Regions from separate parts of the Gossypium hirsutum genome. Here region 2 is linked to region 1. A link is a contact called in public Hi-C data. All regions are on one chromosome and are shown on one strand. The core of a region is the stretch at or near the end of the contact, and the rest is flanking DNA. Distances in the headings are between cores, read along the strand shown.

What was found. Hi-C and Micro-C count contacts between places; a contact is called where the count stands out from the background.
Region 2: a contact with region 1 is called in a Hi-C map of leaf, with 2.3 times the contacts expected there. The contact joins the enhancer-like site here to the promoter of LOC107894479 in region 1.

The regions. Positions count from the first base shown.
Region 1 is chrA13:95,041,024-95,048,124 of Gossypium_hirsutum_v2.1, reverse strand. LOC107894479 (aspartic proteinase nepenthesin-1) reads left to right here and starts at 3,943. Exons shown (of 1, transcript XM_016819751.1): 1 at 3,943-5,328. The coding sequence starts at 3,943. The coding sequence ends at 5,328.
Region 2 is chrA13:95,175,546-95,182,646 of Gossypium_hirsutum_v2.1, reverse strand. LOC121212495 (a long non-coding RNA gene) reads left to right here and starts at 86. Exons shown (of 4, transcript XR_005907743.1): 1 at 86-649; 2 at 748-1,424; 3 at 1,540-1,650. Within about 2 kb of position 4,581, at least 8 of the 9 cell types and tissues checked have an H3K27ac peak or open chromatin away from gene starts, as enhancers often do. A contact at or near this core is called in leaf, where this site is marked.

The DNA of each region.
Region 1 (7,101 bases), core at 2,694-5,193:
CCAAACAGGCAACACCATACCCAAAACTATTGTCGTGGATGGAAACCACCACCATTGATTATCTCCTTCCATGGTAGTCACTTAGGTCTACTGCTTCTTTTTCTCTGCTCAAATTCCAAATCAATAGCCCATTCCTAAAATCGCCATCAAGCCATCGCGTTGAGCACTATTGTTGGTATCCACTAGTGAACAACTATTGTTGGTGTTTGATGGTTTTGTTGCATGTTAAATGAGAGTATGCTAAAGTTTGATTTGAGTTTACGATGATGAGGGTGGATCCCAGTTGAACTAAGGGCTTGTGGTGATGGTGTTCTTCGAGTGTTGTTGATAGCAAGTGATGGTTGTTGGATGTCAATTTTCATAAAAAAAAATGTCAAGTTTTTTAGCAAATAATTTGTTTCATTGTGTTCATGGATGTCAAAGGTAGAATAGAGAGTATTATAATCTGATTTTAATATATTTTAAAAGTTTTCTCAATGATGGAAAAGATAGATATGCTTACTTTGAAGAACATTGCTACAGTTGAATGGCAAATAGATTAGATTTTTAGGCAAAGAACATAGTGGTTTTGGGGTTTCGGAGTGTGTAGATTCAAATAAGTTACTGAAAAATACTTGTTCTTTATGCTTAAATTTTTAGGTTTGTGATTAAATCAGTGATTTGATTTTTACTGGGTTATAATTTTGCTTTGTTTTGTTATTGTTTAATTATTTTGTTCAATCTTGTATGGGGGTTGTTCAATTATTTTGTTTATTATATTAAATTTTAGGCTTTAGAAATTAAATGGTAAAATTGTTACCATATCCCTAGGTTTAACAGGTTGACCTTTTTTTCAAAAAAGTGCTATGTGGTGGTATTTTAGTGATCCACATGTATTGCCACATGATGTGGTAGTATTTTAGTGATCCACATGTATTGCCACATCATGCTTTAATGCCATTAGATCCAAGTATTTTTTTGGAAGATGGAAGCAAAGAATAGGGACACGCTAGATATTTAGGGCTAGTTTAACAATGCTTTTAAAAAGTGTTGTGAAAAAATCTTTTGAAAATTTTGGTTTAAGATTTGAGTGTTCAGTACTGTTGTCAAAAAGTGCTTTTAAGAAATAAAATGTCCATCTTAGACATGATATTATCAAGTAACAAATATGCATTTAAATAATATTTAAATTGGTTAATATTATTATATTTTAGTAAGCATATAAAAAATAATTTATTATAACTTGTTGTTAATATTTTAATATATGAATATAAATTTTAAATATTTTTAAGCAATAAATATTAATTATTTATAAAATTTAATTAGAATATATAAACTATATTTTAAATATTTAAATATAATCATTAAATATTTATAATTAGATATTAACATATTTGCATTATTTTAAAATATACTTTTTTTATTTTTAATTAATGATTTTAGTACATTTATAATTAAGCCTCAAGAAAAAACAGGGAAGGGAAAGTACTATGTTGTCGGAGGGGTAAAAAAATAATTAAGCACCAAAAGTACTTTTAGAAGAGGAAAAGCTAAAAATTTTAGTTTCTCATTTCCAAAAGTGTTTTTCATAAGTGTATTTGAAAAGGAAAAAAAATTCAACCAAAAACAGCTTGTTTAACACTTCTTTTATTTCAAAAATATTTTTCAAGCCAAAAGTGTTTTTTTTAGACATTACTAAATAAGCCCTTAGAAACTTTAGGTACACATGGAAAGTTTTACTAAAATATAGAGGGCAGGTTTGCCATTATCCCTTAATGTTATATTGTTTGAACTCTTAAGCTTATATAAATAAAGTGAAGAAATGTATGTATTTTTTTGAGGCCTAAAGAAAAGTTAAAAATAAAAACAAAAACAATTGGATTGACTAGTAGATTTTGATTCGGACTAAAAAATGTGTTGTGCCTTAGTTGGAGGAATCAATTCTTCTTTAATTTACAAATCTATAATACTTAATCGTTTTGGTTACCTAAAGTATTAACATAAGTAAAAGTTTTAATTATAAGTATTGAAATAGTTTACCTGAAGGGAAAAAATATAAAATTGGTATCTAAATTTGTCCATTTCTTTTAGATTGATATTTTTTATTTTTTATTTTTTCAAGTTGGTATCTGAAATTTTTTCTATCAAATAAATTAATACTTTTTTGTAACACCGTTAAGTTCAGGATATGTGACAAAATAATATTGTCACATGTTGTATTAATAACATCATGATGTTATAATTAATAAAAATATATTAAATATTTTTTTTACAAACTGCTCATGGTCGTCATCCCAAGCGATGGTGCAAAGATGCTGTCGGTAACATCGTCTGCAAGCGTTTCAGTAACTGCCAAGGTTGCCTCTGTTTCGAGTATGACCACGTTGTTTCTTTCCACAAAGGCCTATTTCTCAACAACCCATTCACTTTTTCACCAATTCTCTTCTCCTTGCTTTGTTTTTTCATTTTTCTTTCTTTCTTGAGATTTTAATTTTAGCTGATTTGGAATGGGTTTAGTGTGATAGCGTTAATTTGAGCTTAATGAACAATTGAATCAAAAGAGAAGCCAAAGAGTAATGATTCATGTATTGGTAGGGTCTTGTACAGTGTAAGGCTTGAGACAAATACAATAACTGTCTTCGACACCGTTGTTAAGTACTCCTTCGATAGAAGATGTCAACGTCGAACATGAAGTTGTTAACGCAATCGACTTTTCGAACAAAGAACAAGCAGCAACAACAATAGAAAATGGTGAAGGAGAGGAAATGAAATCAACCATTGAAAACAAACATGTTTAGTAGAGCAAAAAAGAACAAAGGAAACTGGGAGAATAAAGGAATACTGAGAAAAAGAAGGAAAAAATGGAAAGAAAATAGAATAGTTGTTAAAATATATTATTTAGATTACAACATTATTATAACGTCATTAATGTCATGTGTCACAATATTATTCTGTTATCTATCTTGAACATAACGACGTTATAAAAAAGTACCGATTTAGTTGACGGAAAAAAAGTTTGGATACCAACCTATGACAATAAAATCATAAAGTACTAATTTGGGAGAAGTGGATAAGTTTAGGTACCAATTTTATATTTTTCCCTTAACATAAAAGATAAAGTAGTAAAAATTTAAATTAAAAATTTTAAAAAAAAGTAAAATTTTGATAAAAAATAAAATTTCTTCCAAATAAGTATAATTTTTTTTTACACGAGTGATTAAAAATTATCAAACGAAATTAGTTTATTGCTAAGTTATGTATTATGAAGTGTTGAAAAACAGTACCCTTATTATGAAATATAATATTTTTTTTTTGAATATTTACCATTCTGTCCGTAATTAATCTCCTTGCTTGAATATTTTTTTCCACTATATTTTTTCTTCTTGGCCTCTTTCAGTCTTTCTTCTTCTTTTCTAGTGAAGTTAAAAACTGGTATTCAATGTCATCAGTATACCTCACATTTCTATTAACATATACTTGGTCTTTCTTGACAAAATCGGAGTTTTAGGCACACTGGAAATTTCACAACTCTTTCTTCTCCCGCTTCCCTTACCGTTTACCCTTTCACTCTCAACCTGTAGCAACCCTTGAGGCCTCGTTTCTTCATTAAGCCCAGCTTCAACCACCTCATTCGCATTTATAGAATCAAGGCCCATCTCCCTCATCAGCCCAAGTTCTTCACTTGAATCATTCATTCTTTCTTTGGTAAATAAACATATAAGAAAATGGAGGATTCTTATCCATATATGAACTTAACAATTGTGGCAGAATGTTCAATTTTAAGAGTTTTTTTCCCTAAATTTGGGTCCGCATTTTTGGTAACAAATGATATCATTAATACAATAGATAGGTTCTTGTCATTTAATTTTTCATTATACCAAGTAGTATCATCAATCAATAATTGTATTGTATATAAACACCAATGGCACAATCGTATGGTAGCCATACTTTTTCTTTTCAAAAATGCCTTCAACCCTTGGTTTTATCAATTCTAAATTGCTGTTTTGCCTCTTGGTAACGTCAATTCTATACCATTCTGCATTTGTTACTTCAAAACCTACTGGTTTCAGTCTAAGGGCTGTCATAGATGATTCTCCAGAGTCTCCATTATATCTTATTGAAAACTTGACTATAGCCGAAAGGCTAGAAAGATTGATCAAAATTTCCTATTCTAGGGTTAATTATTTGAATCTAGTTTCAAGTGGTGATGCAAAGCTAGTTCCTGATAATATTCGGATACCCATGCTCCGAGATGCTCTCTACTATGCGGTAGCGTTTACAATAGGAAGCCAAGGACATCCAGTGAAGTTGTTGATGGACACTGGAGGTGGTTTAATTTGGACCCAATGTCTGCCTTGCCCAAATTGTTTCCCACAAAAGCTTCCAATTTATAATCCCGCTGCTTCCACCAGTTATGCCACACTTCCTTGCAGCCATCCTTTTTGCAACGGCGACCGGAGACTCTACAATTGTGAACATGGTCGTTATTGTGTGTACAATGCTCAATACAGTGGTGGAGCCTCTACCAGTGCCATTGCGTCCACGGAAGCATTTCATTTCTTTGTCGACCAACATAGTACGCACCCGTTCAACGTCATCTTTGGCTGCTCGTATGATAGTCGGGATATTGCTTTTATGAACACTGACATTTCAGGGATCTTCGGGTTAAGCTTCTCACCGGATTCAATGGCATCCCAGTTTTCGGCTTTGATTCAACATCGATTCTCGTACTGTTTAGCCCCTTTTGATGATGTAACCCCTCGTCCTTTGGTTTTAAGGTTTGGAGAAGACATTCCACAACTGCCTCCACAAAGTGTTGGATCAACACAGTTGATAGCCTCTCCCACATCTTATTTTTTCTACTTGGGATTGAAAGACATATCTGTTGCAGGTCATCGTATAGGATTTCCACCATCTATTTTTCAGATTAAGCCAAATGGGTTGGGGGGTTTCTTCATAGACTCTGGAGCTTTGTTCACTCATATTGATGCTGATGCACTGGCAGGGAATGCATATGCTGAAGTACTAAAGGGGTTTGCTGCTTACTATGGGTCAAAATATCTTAAACAAACAGGGGCAAGTCCAGAAGGATTTGAACTATGTTATGAGCGTCCACCAAATTTTGATGAATTTGCAACTTTAACGTTCCATTTTGATGAATCTGTTTACACCGTCAATGGGCAATATATGCATGTTATTGCCCCTAATTTTTTCTGCGTAGGAATATTAAAAGGAAGTTCGGTTTCTGTTCTTGGAGCATGGCAGCAACAAAATAAACGTATCATTTACGATGGGGGAAGGGGTGTACTCGAATTTGCTGATGAAAATTGTATGAATGATATTGCATGATTGAATCCAGACAAACAAGTTTATTTATTTTTAATCATTCGGAAAGTTTTCACTAAATTCAAAATTTTCTTTCTGCCAATTTCATGATAGTTTCTCTTACATGTATTCTTGAGCCTTTACATATTAATTATAATAAGAGTATTAAAGTTTTGTTCAAGGTCAGTCTTTTTCTTTTCCTTGAAATGGAGAGAGCCTAAAATTTAAACATCACAAACAGAATTGCACACACCACTATCAAGTACCCTTTTAGGTGGGTGGTGATTGTGGTACAGATATATCTCTTACCTCTATCATTATTTTCAATTTTATCGGATATAAATGCACTGCCTTTTCAAAATCATTCTAAAACTATTTAGGAATTTTTATAGGTGATTTTCCAAATTTATAAAAGTAGAAGTCATAGGTAGTGCTCATTTTTATCATGTGATATTCACAACCTTATTAGCGTCTCAGAAAATGTGCTTGAACTTCACTTGCCAATCTCCAACGCACCAAAATGCGTCGAGCTTCAAGACCATTGTTGTCGCCCATAATGAAGTCTATGGCAGTAAAACAATCACTATCCAGCTGTACCACGCGGAAACCAGCTTACTAAGCAACAGTGAGACTATCGACCATAACCCTTAATTTTGCACAGAAAATTGAGTTAATGTTGATCTAACCACTGAATCCAATAATCCACTTGCCGTCGCTTCTTTGCAACCCCTGATGGATGCCAAGTGCGAATTATTCTTGACCGAATCATCTATATTAATTTTTTTTCTACCCATCTAATAAAGGGGTTCACTCAATTCTTTTAATTTTTAAGTAATGGAAAGAAATCAGATGTATCACCACATGTAATGAATGTATTTTTTCGTTAAATATAAATTTATATAGAACCAATACAAGATTTCTGTTCGAATAAGGTCTAATTAAATAATAATAATTCATAGAAAATAGAAATTTTACTCTAAGTAGAATCTAGGAGGAGCTGCAACACTCCCTTGTAAATACTAGGGTTTGTCTCATCTATCAATCAACTAGGCGTAATTTGAGTCTTTCATGTATTTAGTATAACTATATGTGTTATTTGGACTTTTATCCAACACTTATAATTTATCTAACCCAATAATTATTTTTTTATTTTTCAAAATATTAATTAATTATATTAATTTCTCAATTAAATTATTTTCTCAATCCATATCCAATTTGGTTAAAGTCATAATTTACTGTATTAGAATTCAAAAGGAAATTAATTTAATTGTCTTATTCAATAAATTTATTGATACTTATTAATTTAATTCTCACTTTAAACTCAATTATTTAATTATAATTAATTAAATAATAATTCAAAAAATTAAATTAATTTCTAAATGATCTTTTATATTTAACGAAAAAATACATTCATTACACACGTTATGTAGTACTGATATTATGTCGAAATATAATGGAAATTAATTTTTAAGGATAAATTTTATTTTTTGGAAAAAAATACTCATAGTTTTCAATTTATAGGGAGAATTAACTTTCTCATTGAAAATTAAGAAAAAAAAATATTTTGTGCACTTGTTTCAATTTGTTTGAATCCCCACTCAAAAAAATTTGGGATTTGAGGATAACGAGTAAGATCGACCAGTTGAAAGTTGGGAAATGACCTAGACCATTTTCAGTTTATAGAGAGAATTAACTTTTCCGTTGAAAGTTAAGAAAAAAATATTTTGTGCACTTGGTTCAATTTGTTTGAATCCCCACTCAAAGAAATTTGGGATTCGAGGATAACGAATAAAATCG
Region 2 (7,101 bases), core at 3,332-5,831, 130 kb before region 1:
TCCAAAGAAAAACCGAAAAATAGCCCAAAAACAAAATCCAGCAAACAGCAATAAGGGGAGCTCTAGAGACATCGTTCTCTAGTTAACTCCAATAATTGAAACCCCTTTTGGAAAATAGCAAGAAACCGCATGGGGAAGCAAAACCAACAGGTGCTTTAATTACCCATCATATCTATCCTATCAAAACTTTTCATTACCCCGATGCACATTGAAAAAACCCAATTGAAACTCTCACCATAATCAAAATTCCAAAACACTTTCTTCAGCCCTTTCATATATTATTCCCCTGTCCTCACTCATCGCCTTGGTCCACCTCCTATATTCAGCCACCGCCTCCGTCGCACTAGAAAATACCAGATTTGACAAATAAGTGGTTTCTCTATTCTTAAGTCCTTCTTGTGCTAAACAATGGGTGACTTTGTTAGACTCCCTGTTTGTAAAAAGAAAAAACACAAAGACTAAATTTGACAACTAAGGTTCTAAGAATCTTTGATATACACAGAAATCTCAGATCTGTCCTCATTTTCCTCTTGCAGCTTCCGGATGACCGACCGAGAGTCACATTCAACCTCCACCTCCCTCAACCTAAGTTGTAACCCCAACTTCAGTGCCTGAAGACACGCCACTACTTCTACGGCAAAAACAGATGGTATGTTCAAGTTCATTTCTGTTTTAGAACAAATGACCTCTGCTTTACTGTTACGAATCACTAACCCCGAGTACGACTCATTGTTGTGGTTGTTAAAGCTGCGTCGAAGTTCACTTTCAATCTTGATCCCATCGGAGCAGGCCATCTGTCTACACAGATCTTTTTTTTAGGTATAGAGCTTTTTAGACCATCAAGTTTCTTTAAATAATTTTGCACAAAACTAGCAATTTGAACACCTGATTGGTTTTCCCCCTCATGAAAAAATTTGTTTCGAGACGTCCATATCGCTCATAAAACACATACCGTTATTCTACACAAAGCCATGGATCTGGACTCAAAGGTATTTTTCAACCAAACTGTAAAGTCTGAGTTGTCATCTGGAAGCCATGCCATATGTAACTGCTCTCATGTATCTTTTGTATGAGAACATTCCTGAAATATATGTTCCCTTGTTTCTGCTCCTGTTTGACATATTTGACACGTGGGGGAAGCCATCATTATGCAAAAGTGAAGATTACTAAAACTAGGCAGATAGTTGCATAAGAATCTCCAGACTGTAATTTTGGTTTTAGAGGGTAAATCTAATTTCCATAATTTTTTGTAAAATTGCTTGTGATCTATATGTAATTGATTATGTCCGTCTTGTAAAAGAAGTCTGTGACCACTTCGAACTGAGTACTCACCTAACAACTCACCCCACCAAACAAGAGAGTCTTCATACTCAAACAAAGGAAGAGGAATACAGAGAATCCTTTCTGCAATCTGTTCTTCAAAGGTAAAATGGATCAGATCAGACTTCTATTGTTTAGAATTTGTATCAATTAGATCTGCAACTTTAATGAGACTCTGATTATTATTCATATTCTAAATTCTGATATGTTCATCTCCAGGTATCCAAACGTCTTCCCTAATAGAAACTTTCTGACCATCCCCAATCCGCCAACCCAGCCTCTTCAAAAGGAGGCCCCTCGCAGCCTTGATACTCTGCCAGGTAAAAGAAGGTAAACTTCCCAAAGTAAAGTTCAAGAAATCAGAGTCTTTAAAATATCTGGCTTTCAAAGTACGCACTAGTAAAAAATTAGGGTTACGTAACAAACGCCAACCTTGTTTGGCCAATAAAGCAATATTAAAAGAACTCAAATGACGAAAGCCCATACCACCTTCTTCCTTAAGCGCACATAAAGCCTTCCAATCACACCAATGCATCCCCCACTTGCCATGATTATTCCTCCACCAAAATGAACCCATTATGTTTTCCAATTCTACACAAAATGATTTTGGTAAAAGGAAACAGGCCATCGTATAGGTGGGAATAGCCTGTAGAACAGCCTTAATAAAGACCTCTCACCACTTTGTGAAATATGCCTAACACTCCAATTGTTGATTTTCTGCTTCAAACGGTCTTTCAAATTTTGGAAAGCCATTTTCTTCTTACGATCCACCATGTTTGGAAGCCTGAGATATCTCTCCGGATCGGTCGAACAACGAACATTAAGAGCCTGAAACACTCTATTCTTGTCTTGATCCTTCACATTCGTACTGAAAAAAATCGTGGATTTTTCATAATTAACACACTGCCCCGAGCAAGACTCATACTCTCCAAGAATTTCTTTCAGCACATTAATCCCCTGATTCGATACCTCTCCAAACAGGATACAGTCATCTCCAAACATGAGGTGAGTTATAGGTAGGGCCGACCTATAAACTTTAGCACCATGAATTTTTTTCCTGACTTGCTAGCCCCATTAGCGCAGAAAGCCCTTCTCTGTAAAATAAGAACAGATAAGGACTTGAGGGATCCCCTTGATGCAAACCCCTAGAAGGCTTGAAACTTGATCCTTCTTCCCCGTTAATCAAAATGGAATACTAGATAGAATTAACTCAACGGATAATAAAATCAATAAATCGTTTGTTAAAACCTATTTTTGACACCATTCTTTTAATGAATGGCTACTCCACTCTATCATAGGCCTTACTCATATCAAGTTTTAAAGCTATGAAACCATTTTTCCCATATCTTTTATTCTTAAAAGAATGAAGCACCTCATATGCCAGAAGCACATTGCCAGTTATGAGTCTACTAGGTATGAAAGCACTCTGTGAGTTGTCAATGCACTCATGTAAAGCCTTTTGAAGCCGATTAGCAATAGTTTTTGCAATAATCTTATAAATAATTGTACATAGACTAATGGGGCGAAAATTCTTTAGATTGCTAGGATTAGCAGTCTTGGGAGTCAACACTAATTGGGTTTTGTTTATATCCTCCAAAGATTTGATGTTATTCAGAATATCTAAACAAAAAATGCAAACATCCTTACCAATAATGTGTTAGCACTTCTGGTGGAAAATTACCGGAAAACCATCAGCACCCAAGGCTTTTGTAGGCCCCATGCTTTTCAAAGCCTCAATTATTTCCTCCTTTTAAGTGGCCGTCAAGCTTTGGTTCATTTGATCCAACACACATGAATGTACCCCAGAAAGAATATGTTTCAAATCCCCAACACCTCTAGATGCAAAAAGATTCGAAAAATACTCATGAGCAATACTCTCCGCCTCCTTATCATCTGTAATAAGATATCCATCCCTTCTTTGCAAACCCTTGATTCGATTGACATGTTTTCTTTGGGAAGCAAATTTATGAAAAAATAAAGTGTTCTTGTTGCCCATTTTTAACCAATTTGCTCTTACACGTTGCTCCCAATATTTTTCCTCCTTGTCCATCTCCATATTCAAATGAAGTTTGACCTCGACTATTTCTCCCAAGTTCTCTTCTGAAATCTCCTCACAGTTTAGTTTCTCCAATCTCCTAGTCAACCGTTTCACTTCCCTCCCTCTTTTGTTCTTAATTTTGTTCCACCAAACTTGCAAATTAGTTACCATGGTTACCATTCAAGATAAAAAAGAACCAAAACTACCCTCCCATAACTTTCTTACCTCCTCTTAACACTACTCTTCCAAAACCCACCAGACTTCAAAACGAAATCTATCGGATTGTCCACCCATCCTGACATCCTCTGTTTCAATGAACAAAGGACAATGATCTGAGAAAGAATGTGGAAAATACCTCAAGGTGTACTTTGGGAATTGTTGAAGCCAATCATCATTGGCAACTCCTCTATCAATTCTTTCTCTAATATCCGTTCTACAGTTCTACCTCTTTGCCATGTGAACCATGTGAACCAAGCTCCCGAAAAACCTATATCCTTCAGTCAACAATCTTCCAATGTTATACGAAAGACCTCCATTCGAGCCTCCTCCATTAGCAAACCTCCTTAATTTTTCGTGAGTGAAAAGAATATCATTGAAGTCCCCCCAACCAACCATGGCAATAAGGTATTCCTCCCTAATCTTTGAAGTAACTCCCATGTCTCCGATTTATTCCTAACCTCTAGAGCCCCGTAAATCCAATGAATCGCCATCGAGAATTTTCTTCTTCTTGAATCTCACCATCAATATGATTCTTTAAGAAACTCTGCAAATTAACTAAGTTATTCCCATTCCATCCAAGGCGTAAGCTTCCTCTAAAACCTTTTGCCGTCTACACCATTAAAGAATCCACACCTTCTAACAACCTCCATCTTTGTAGCACTCAATTTAGTCTCCATAAAGAAGATAATTTGGGGATGATAAAACTTCAGCATACTCTGAAGTTTTCTAACTGCTCGCGGACTCCCCAATCCTCAAATATTCCAGCACATAATTTTTATTGCCTTCGATTGGTATGCCCAATGACAGCCGACGATATCTATTTAGAATGAGAAGAATTCTCCCCTGTAACCTCCAATGAATCTTGAGTGTTAGAAATATTAAAGATCAAAACGTTAAATCTCTGCCTTTTTTTTCCTTCCTCATTAATAAAAGTTTCATCCTCTAGCTCACAATCCATAATTGCCACCCCTACCCCCTACAAATGGCCCAGCCCACCTAAAGTTGCCCTTTGGGCATCCTCATAAAGCGCAGGCCAGATATTTGACTTTTTCCACGTTCCAAATCCTTATCTTCATTATGGTGAAAATTATTTCCTTGTTGGTACTCATTCAACACGACAGGAAATTTGGTACCTTCCAAATTAATTCCAAGAGGGAAATTAAAATTTCCTCCTGATTCTCTCCCTTTATTTTTGCTTGATTGTTGGCTAGAAAATTGCCCAAATCTAGACTTTCCAAAAAAACTGTTTTCTCCTTCTCCCCTCAACCAGATGCTGTTGACAATGGAGGCCTTTCTCCCTTGAGTTCTCAGTGACAGGTCCTAGCCCATCTCTAATTCCTGCATTCCATATTGTAACCTCATCGGACAGAAATTATCTCCATGACCAAGACATCCATATAAAAAATGGAATAGAGTTAACTTTTCATACTTAAACTTTGCATAAGTGAACTTGGACTCCGAAATCTTAATTTTCTTTTGTCTTGGTAAAGATTTTCGAACATTAAGCTGGACTCGAATCCGCATATAATTCATATACCCATTGGACAACTGCTTCATGTCGTATTCTAGAAATTTTCCAATAAAATTTCCAAACTGAACTGCCATAGAATCCCTGAAGAAACTTGGAGGCAGATCTTGAACCTGAATCCACCAGTCTGCAAATACCAACAGGAATGCCATAGGATCTTCACACTCCACGAGACGATGGAAAACCAGAAGGTGATTATTAAAAGTCCATGGAGCGCCTGAAATAACCCGAGAAATATCCACCTCATTAAAAAAATTAAAAAGAAAGCGTTTCTCCCCCAGATCAGAAATTTGCACACCCTTCAAAGGATGCCAAATATTAGCCATAGTATTTCTCATTGCAGGAAAATGCACCACACTAGCAGTAAGATAACACCCCATCAAATAGAAATCATACATCACATTTTGTTCTTTAGAATCAACTGGTAAAGAAAACGCCTCATCTTCACCATCATTCAGATTTAGATCGGCTATTCCCCAATCCATTCCTGTTATTAACTAAAAAACCATCCCCACCGAACTGAAAAGCAAGTCGTTAGAACACTGAAAGACTCAAAAATCCAGAGGAAAATAAGACAGTAGAGAAACAAGGAACAAGAATAAATCGTGTCATAAAACGACAGACAAAGACGTGCCAAAGCGGCAAACTTTTTGTGTAATGTAAACTTTCCATAATATTTTTTTTGAGCCTCCAATTTTAAAAATAAAAATTTATTCTAGTTATCAATTTAATTTTTGAATGAGTTTTTTAAAATTATTCCAAAATGGATGAAAAAATTAACATTTATTAATTATGCTGATGTGGCATACACATGAATTGTCATGTGAATGACATACAGATATTTAATTACTTTTTTAAAAATTTAAAAATGTTAAAAAATATTTTTTATAATTTTATATTTTAAATAATTTTAATGATTTTTAATTTTTAAAAATATTTTTTGAATTTTTTGAATTTTTAAAATTTTAAAAAATTAATTAAATATAATGTGTCATTCATGTGGCAATTCACGTGTATGTCGTGTCAGCAAAGTTAAAAATATTAACATTTTCCCTCATTGTAAGGTGATTTGAAAAAAAAAACCACAAGTTTAAGAGGTAAAATAGACAAAAATTAAATGGAGGGCTAAAATTATTTTTTATAAAGTTAAAAGGCTAAATAAATCATTATATCTTTAATTTTAATGTTGCTTTAATGGCTTTCTTAATATATTAACTAAAATTTATAATTTAATTGATTATATGAGTTATTAAAAAGAACCTTTTAATGTTGTATAAAATATCATTTTATATTAAAAATAATCTGAAATGTACGTCTAACTTTAAAGAAAATACTTTGCAAAATTGATAGAGAATTTAAGAACAGTAATGAAATTTACAAAAATTGAGCTTGGAAACTGGAAACTAAAATAAGGAAACAAGTGACCATACTAGAGGGTGCAGAACGGTAATAATTTGGGTCAGTCAAAGGATTCCTTAAAATTGGAATTAGTGGCTTCTATCAAATGATGAACCCAAAAGCTTTCACAAGGTAAATCCAAACCCTAAGGGTGCGTTTGGTTCGCTGTATTGGATTAGAGGTGTATTGGATTAGAAGTGTATTGGATTAGAGGTGTAATAGCAAATCAACTGTTTGGTTGAATGTAATGGAATAGAGGTGTAATAGCATAGTGGAAAAAACTAAAATGACTAGAATACCCTTAGCATAAATTTGTTTTGGTAAATGATTATTGTTATTATTATTTAAATTTTAATAAGATTATTATTATCAATAATAAATATTTTAATCATATTTAAACATAATTATTATTAAATATATTATAATTAAAATATATAATTTAATAAAATTCTTAATAATTAATATTCTTATATGAATTTACTCAAATCATAATATATGATACCATAAAAGATAATTTGAAATAATTAATATTAAATATATTTTAATTAAAATATATGATTTAATAAAATTTAAAATAATTATAACTAATAAATTATCT